Regions from separate parts of the Anser cygnoides genome. Here region 2 is linked to region 1. A link is a contact called in public Hi-C data. All regions are on one chromosome and are shown on one strand. Each heading gives the region's core, a stretch centred on a gene start, on an enhancer-like site or on the middle of the called end of the contact. The rest is flanking DNA. Distances are from core to core; before and after follow the strand shown.

Evidence for each region. A called contact is a pair of places that touch in the nucleus more often than the background predicts.
Region 2: a Hi-C map of liver shows a contact between it and region 1, with 2.1 times the contacts expected there. The contact joins the promoter of TMEM70 here to the promoter of RPL7 in region 1. A contact is called at or near these places in 3 of 7 Hi-C or Micro-C datasets (granulosa cells and liver).

Annotation. Positions count from the first base shown.
Region 1 is chr2:129,917,538-129,920,614 of Taihu_goose_T2T_genome, forward strand. RPL7 (ribosomal protein L7) reads right to left here and starts at 1,454. Exons shown (of 7, transcript XM_048077041.2): 1 at 1,303-1,454; 2 at 586-688. The coding sequence starts at 1,316. It overlaps RDH10 (retinol dehydrogenase 10), which reads left to right and starts at 2,781. Exons shown (of 6, transcript XM_048077024.2): 1 at 2,781-3,077. The coding sequence starts at 3,003.
Region 2 is chr2:130,222,866-130,225,942 of Taihu_goose_T2T_genome, forward strand. It overlaps TMEM70 (transmembrane protein 70), which reads left to right and starts at 1,416. Exons shown (of 3, transcript XM_048077055.2): 1 at 1,416-1,687; 2 at 2,203-2,314. The coding sequence starts at 1,559. ELOC (elongin C) reads right to left here and starts at 1,371. Exons shown (of 4, transcript XM_048077028.2): 1 at 1,234-1,371.

The DNA of each region.
Region 1 (3,077 bases), core at 204-2,703:
TGCAATTAATCAAGCATTAATTAAGATTATATAATGCCTTTTAATACATGAAAAACAGATTCAGATAACACAGCCTGTTCTCAAACTCCCCACAGTTACCACATATTACAGCAACATGGATTTTAAAATGACCATCAGTTCTGTCATATCTTAATAGTGCTAGTGCTTTACTTCGAACAATACTTACAAATATTATCACACATCATACTTATCTTTACAAAAATCCTTTTAAGTTCAAGGAGCATTTGGACAATGCTCTGAAACAGAGTTTGATTTTTGGGTGGTCCTGTGCAGAGCCAGTGGTTGAACTCAATGATCCTGTGGGTCCCTTCCAACTCTGCACATCCTATGGTTCCAACTGTTGACTAACCTTAGTCTTATGGAGAATCTCACACTTTATTTACCTTTGCTTTGCCCAGATCTGGTTTATTATACACTATCTTGACTTTTTTTTGGTATTGCAGACCTATATATTATAGTACTAAAGCTAAACACTATGAAGTTATTCATTCTTTTAATATAATCAGCGTAGCATTCTGCTGACCTGACGAGAGCAACTCAAGCAAGCAATCATGACATATTCACCTTTTTTTGAGCTAACAGCCTCTTCAGACGTTTGGCTTTTGCAGCTGCATAAGCCTGCCGCCTCTTCAGGAGGCTTTCCGGTACAGAAGGCAGCTTCTTTGCTCTAAACAACAAGGAAAAACACTTTTAAAAACCAAGTTCCTCCAAACCAGCAAGAAGCAGCACGTTACAAACACCGATGCAAAGGGGCAGGAGGGACATGCCGGCCCCACTACCTCTAAGCAGTTTGCATTTAACTTGGTCCAGTTATTATCAAGCTGCAATACAGCCTAAAAGGACCACTTTTTGCATTAAAACAAAGAAGCCTGACATTTCCACGTGCTCTCCAAACGCCGATTACGGCTGATTAACATTTCAACAAGTGCTTTAAGAGGAAAAAAGCAAAAAGTACGACTGTAATTAAGAGTTATATCTCGTGGCTTTGTAACTTACTGGAATTTAAACCTATTAAACGCTTAGAAAGCCACAAGACCGGCGTTTATAACGCAATAACGACACCCTCCCTCCCCACCTCACCACGGGCCGCCGGGACCGCCACCGCCGCCTACAGAAGGGAAGGGGCTGGCTGCGGCCGCATCCCCGCCACTCCCCATCCTCCCGCTCCTCCCGCGGGGGGCCGACAGAGGCCCCGCGGCCGGGCAGCGTCCCCCCATCAGCCCGAAGGGCGCCGCGGCCGCGGATGGCGGCGGATGGCAGCGAGGCGCCGCGGGTACTCACTCCTTGTCCGCCATCTTCAGCGCCGGAAGAGAGAGGGCGGGCGCATGCGCAGGGCCGCCTTAAGCCGCCCGCCTGCGCGGCAGGGCTTTAGGCGCTGGAAGGACCCCGGCTTTGGGGTGGCCGCGGCGCTGCCTGATCGCGGCGCGGAGGGCGGGGTGGCTGTGGAGTGCCTGAGTGGCCCGGCGGGGCACGTCGCTTTTTTTTTTTTTTTTTAATTTAGAAAGTTGCTTAGTGCTTCTTCCTGTATTGCCTGGGCCTTGATACTGCGAATGCCTACGTACGTTGTTAAAATCGTCCTTGGAGAAACTAGTCCTGACATTATGTATGCAGGAGAAGGAGAGAAAGTGGCAGAACTTGGAGTAGCAAAGGATTATGCGGTGTGGAAAAAGAGTAGGCAGCCGGGCTGAGGGCGTTCGGCATTTGTTGGGGTTATTTGCTGCCTGCACACAGAGGTGCTATGCTAGGTAGCAGCTGCATCAATGGTGTTTTTGTTTGTTTTTGTTTGTCTTTTTTTGTAAAATAGCATTGTTTTATTCTAATACAGCAGCTTATGTCACTTGATCTCATTAAAACTGCAATGAATGGGGCAATTAAAACCTATCAGCTCACAAATACGTAACAAAAGACTTAAAATATCTCGAGTAGAAGGAATTATAGTTTCATAGAATGGCTTGGGTTAGAAGGGACGTTAAAGACCACCCAGTTCCAGCCCACCTGCCGTGGGCAGGGACACCTCCCACCAGACCAGGTTGCCCAAAGCCCCATCCAGCCTGGCCTTGAGCACCTCCAGGGATGGGGCATCCACAGCTTCTCTGGGCAGCCTGTGCCAGTGCCTCACCACCCTCTGAGTGAAAAACGTCCTCCTAACACATAATCTAAATCTCCCCTCTTTTAGTTTACAGCCATTCCCCCTTGTCCTGTGGTAATCTGAGCAGAGTTGCCCTTTGTCATTTTTGTAAGTCTCCTTTAAGTACTGAAAAGATTTTGCACTTTTTTTTTTCTTTCTGAAGAGATTTCACTTTCTCCAGCGGGAAGAAAAACTGATCAAAACACGGGCACCCAGGATCTCTTTAGAAACCAAATTCACGCCATCACACCTCCAGCCTTCCCATTTCCCCGTCAGCTCCCCAGAACTCCGCAGCCCGAACTTCTGCCGACGCCCAGAGGCGACACGAACGCACCCCCCACACTTCGCCCCTGGCGGTGGGAGCCGCCTCAAGATGGCGCTGCGGCGGGCGGCGCAGGGCACGCCGGGACATGTAGTCCGCAGGGGACACGGGCTCCGCTCCGCCTCGCAGCCGCCGGCCCCCGAGCGGCGGGGCTCGGCTCGGCTCGGCTCGGCTCGGCGGGGGTGTGGGGGTCCCGGGAAGGCGGAGCGGCCCGGGGGAGGGCCGGGGAGCCGGGGAGGAGGAGCCCGCCCGCCCGCCCGGCCCGCCCTATATAGGGCGCCGAGCGAGCAAGATGCTCACTGCCAGCAGCGGGGCCGCGGGCGGTCAGGGCGGGCGGCCGGAGCCGTGCTGGGGCTCGTTCCCCGGGCTGGCGTGCGGGGCTGGGGCGGCGGGGCTGGGCTGCGTGCGGGGCGGCTCGTCCCGGCTGCGGGGGCTGATCGCGGCGGGCTCCGGCCGCCCGCCTGCCGCCGGGGGGCAGCGGGGGCGGCCCCGGGTGTCGGAGCCGCGCGGCGGGGGCTCGGGGCCGGCAGCATGAACATCCTGCTGGAGCTCTTCGTGGTGACTTTCCGGGTGCTCTGGGCTTTCGTGCTGGCCGCCGCCAAGTGG
Region 2 (3,077 bases), core at 166-2,665, 310 kb after region 1:
AAACTACCCTACAACAAAGATGACTAAATACTGAAACCTTCCAGATAAAAGAAAGCTTGTCCTACATCCAAATTCCTTTATTTTAGGATTACAAAAACGCATCATCTGAAGCTAAGTAAGTTTTCCAAAGATATGAATTTGTCCCCACACAAACCATAAGGGGCATAAGCATGAAGACAAATATATCAGAAGAATAAACACAAATGTGGGAGACAGAAGAGAATTAGAGAATCATCTGGATCTCTTCACTGTACCAATATTAAGTCTTTAAATTCAGACTAGAAGAAAGCAGCTAAACGTGTTCGTCACCCATTCTAGTATGAAAAAAATAAAATCTCAAATGACTTTTCTCTGATACAACAAGAAAAAACTGCCAAAAGTGCTTACAGTTTCTAAAGGTTATCTATCCTAAGCTTCCCAGTGTTGATGGGAAATCTTAGGGAAAAAATGATTTACACTGCTTCAAAACACTGGATAGCTGATCTCCAGACGTATTACGGAAAAATTAGCACTTATTCTCCCCGAAGTAACTCTTGATTTAATGAACAGTGTTTCGTTCCCAGCAGTGTTTTTGTCTGTAGTACGGCAAAAAGAGGAAACTTGCGTACAGAAAAGAATATTCACGAACGCGGGCACAAAGTTGCTCTTGCTCTGAAGGCACCTCAGCTGTCTGCTACTTGCATTTTCCTGGCCTCCTTCCAAACTGAACTTTTGCGAGCGACCCGCCGCAAAGCCGAGTAAACAGAAGGGAAGCCCACGACTATTTAGGCGTCCCTATTGCGCAGGGCTTGCTCATACCGCGATCTACGACACCGAACGCCTTTACTGAAGCCCCTCCGGATAGCGCTGCGCGTTATAGGACAGCGCCGGCCGTCGGAGGTGCCTGCTGGTGTCACGCCGCCCCTCCCCACGCGTGTGCCTACAGCCAGCGATATCTCACCGGCGTGACAAGCCCTCCCGGAGGGGCAGGCTCTCCTCAGCAGCACGACTCCCCTCCTACCCCCGGGCGCTGAGGGAAGCCGGGCAGCGGCCACCTACAACCGGGCCCCCCTCCCGGCGGCGGCGGCGTCGACACCTCCGGGAGGCTCCCACCCGCCTCCAGCCTCCGCCTCCCCCCACCCCAGCACCGGGAGGGACCTGCCGGAGGCCGAGGCCCTGTCCCCGAGCTCCGGGAGGGCCCCGAGGGCTCCCCCGGGCTCCCCCCGGCCCGGCCCGGCCCCGCCGCCCCCTCACCCGTCGGCGCCGCTCCCTCCGCCCCGCTCGCAGGGCCCCCGCCGCCTCGGGCCGAGCGCTTCCGCCAGGGCACGGCGCAACTTCCGCTCCCCCGCGCCCTGCCCTTGGAAGGGAACGAGGCCGCCCGGCTCCCGCCATGCCGCGCGGCGGCGCGCAAGGCACGCTGGGGGATGTAGTTTCCCCTGGGTGGGGGGGGCGGCCGCCATGTTAGGAGCGGGGCGGCGTTGCGCGGCACACGGGGAGCTCTCCGTGGGTACCGGGCGGCGCCTGCCTGCCGGGGGAGCCTGAGCGCGGGGCTGCGCCGCCGGGGAGGCGGCCCGCCGACATGCTGCTGCTCCGAGCTGCCGCCTGCTGCCGCCGGGCCGCCTCCGGCCCCGCCTGGCTGCGGGGGGCCGCCGCGCACCGAGGGCCGCCCGCCGCCTGCCGCCGCCGGGACAGCGCGGGGGGGCGGCAGGTATGGGGGGGAGATCTGCCGGGGGTGGCGGGCCTCGGCCTCGCAGCGTTCTCCTTTCTGAAAAGAACGGGGAAAATACAGGAAGGGAGGTTTTGGCGCAGACACGTGGGGTAAACCGGGGAGCTGCTGGGGATCGCCGGGCAGCGAGGCTGGGGCGGCTGGGGTTCCCTCTGCAGTCTCGCTTGGTGCTAAATGTGTGCTGTGGAGTCGTGGGCTTGCACCGGGATTTTAAGAGTTGCGGGTTTGGGAGGCCTTCTTGCAAGCCGTGTATAAAAGGGGTGCGAGTTTAACGTTTGTACATCACTGTGTCGATATTTAATGCTGCTTTGAAATAACTAGTTGGAACATCATAAAAATAACGAATCAATATATTATTTGAAATTTCTGTATGCCTCATAGTATGTACCCTAACCTTAATTCCTAATTCAGGATGCTGGGAGTAGCTTCAGGACAAGGAGAAGCCTTTGTGAAGTGCAGATTGGTACTGATGTTTGTTGCTTGCTCTCGTCCTCCAGGTTACGTCTTTCCAAGCACTGGCTGTTCGCAGCCTCAGCACATCCGCCCCTCCTGACCACCCAGAACACGGAAGATTAGTTTATAAAGGAAACTTGGCAAAGGCGGTGTTTGGTATGTGACTTGAAGAGATTTGCTCTTCTTTTTTTGTGTTTTGTTTTTGTTTGTTTGTTTAAAAACTTTTAAATGCAACATTATAAAACTGAATGTTCTTTCTATCTCTGCTAAAACCCAAATCCTCTGTACAGAAAAAAAAAATCTTGTTGTCATGCTTGATTTTATGCTTCTCCACCATGTAACAATTAATGTTAACAATTTTTCTATATTTCAGTTAATTTTAGGTCTGCGGGGAGTTTTGATAGTACAGTGCAACTCTGTAATCCCTCAGCCTGCTTCTTTTTCTCTTGCAGCCTGTGGAGTGCATTTCTCAACCCAGGAGACAACAGAGACTAGCTGTAACTGATATTCATGTTCTGTATGCTTTTGAACGTTACTGAAATGTCTCTGAAGTAGGCACATACTATGATGTAAAGTGCTGTCTGTAGTAAGACTTCTGTTAATCTTCTTTGACCAGCTAATGTTCCAAAGACCTAGTGAAAAGTAGTCCATTGAGTGTATTCTGTTAGGTGTTTTTGAAATGAAGGAAAAATGACGTACTTAATTTCCACAGCATTCTTAGACTACTGGTTCTTACGGTGGCTCAAGGACTGGGGGTGCTCCACAGCGGTGGTTACTGTCTTCCAAGTTGTACGCAAAGATGGCTGTGGAGTACTTGTTAGTATTGATTAAGCTAGATTTTTCAACTTTCAGCACAGTGGGGGACAAAGCAAACTTTTCTTTGTAAAGCACATTGAATGTCTATTTTGGCTGCTGGGGA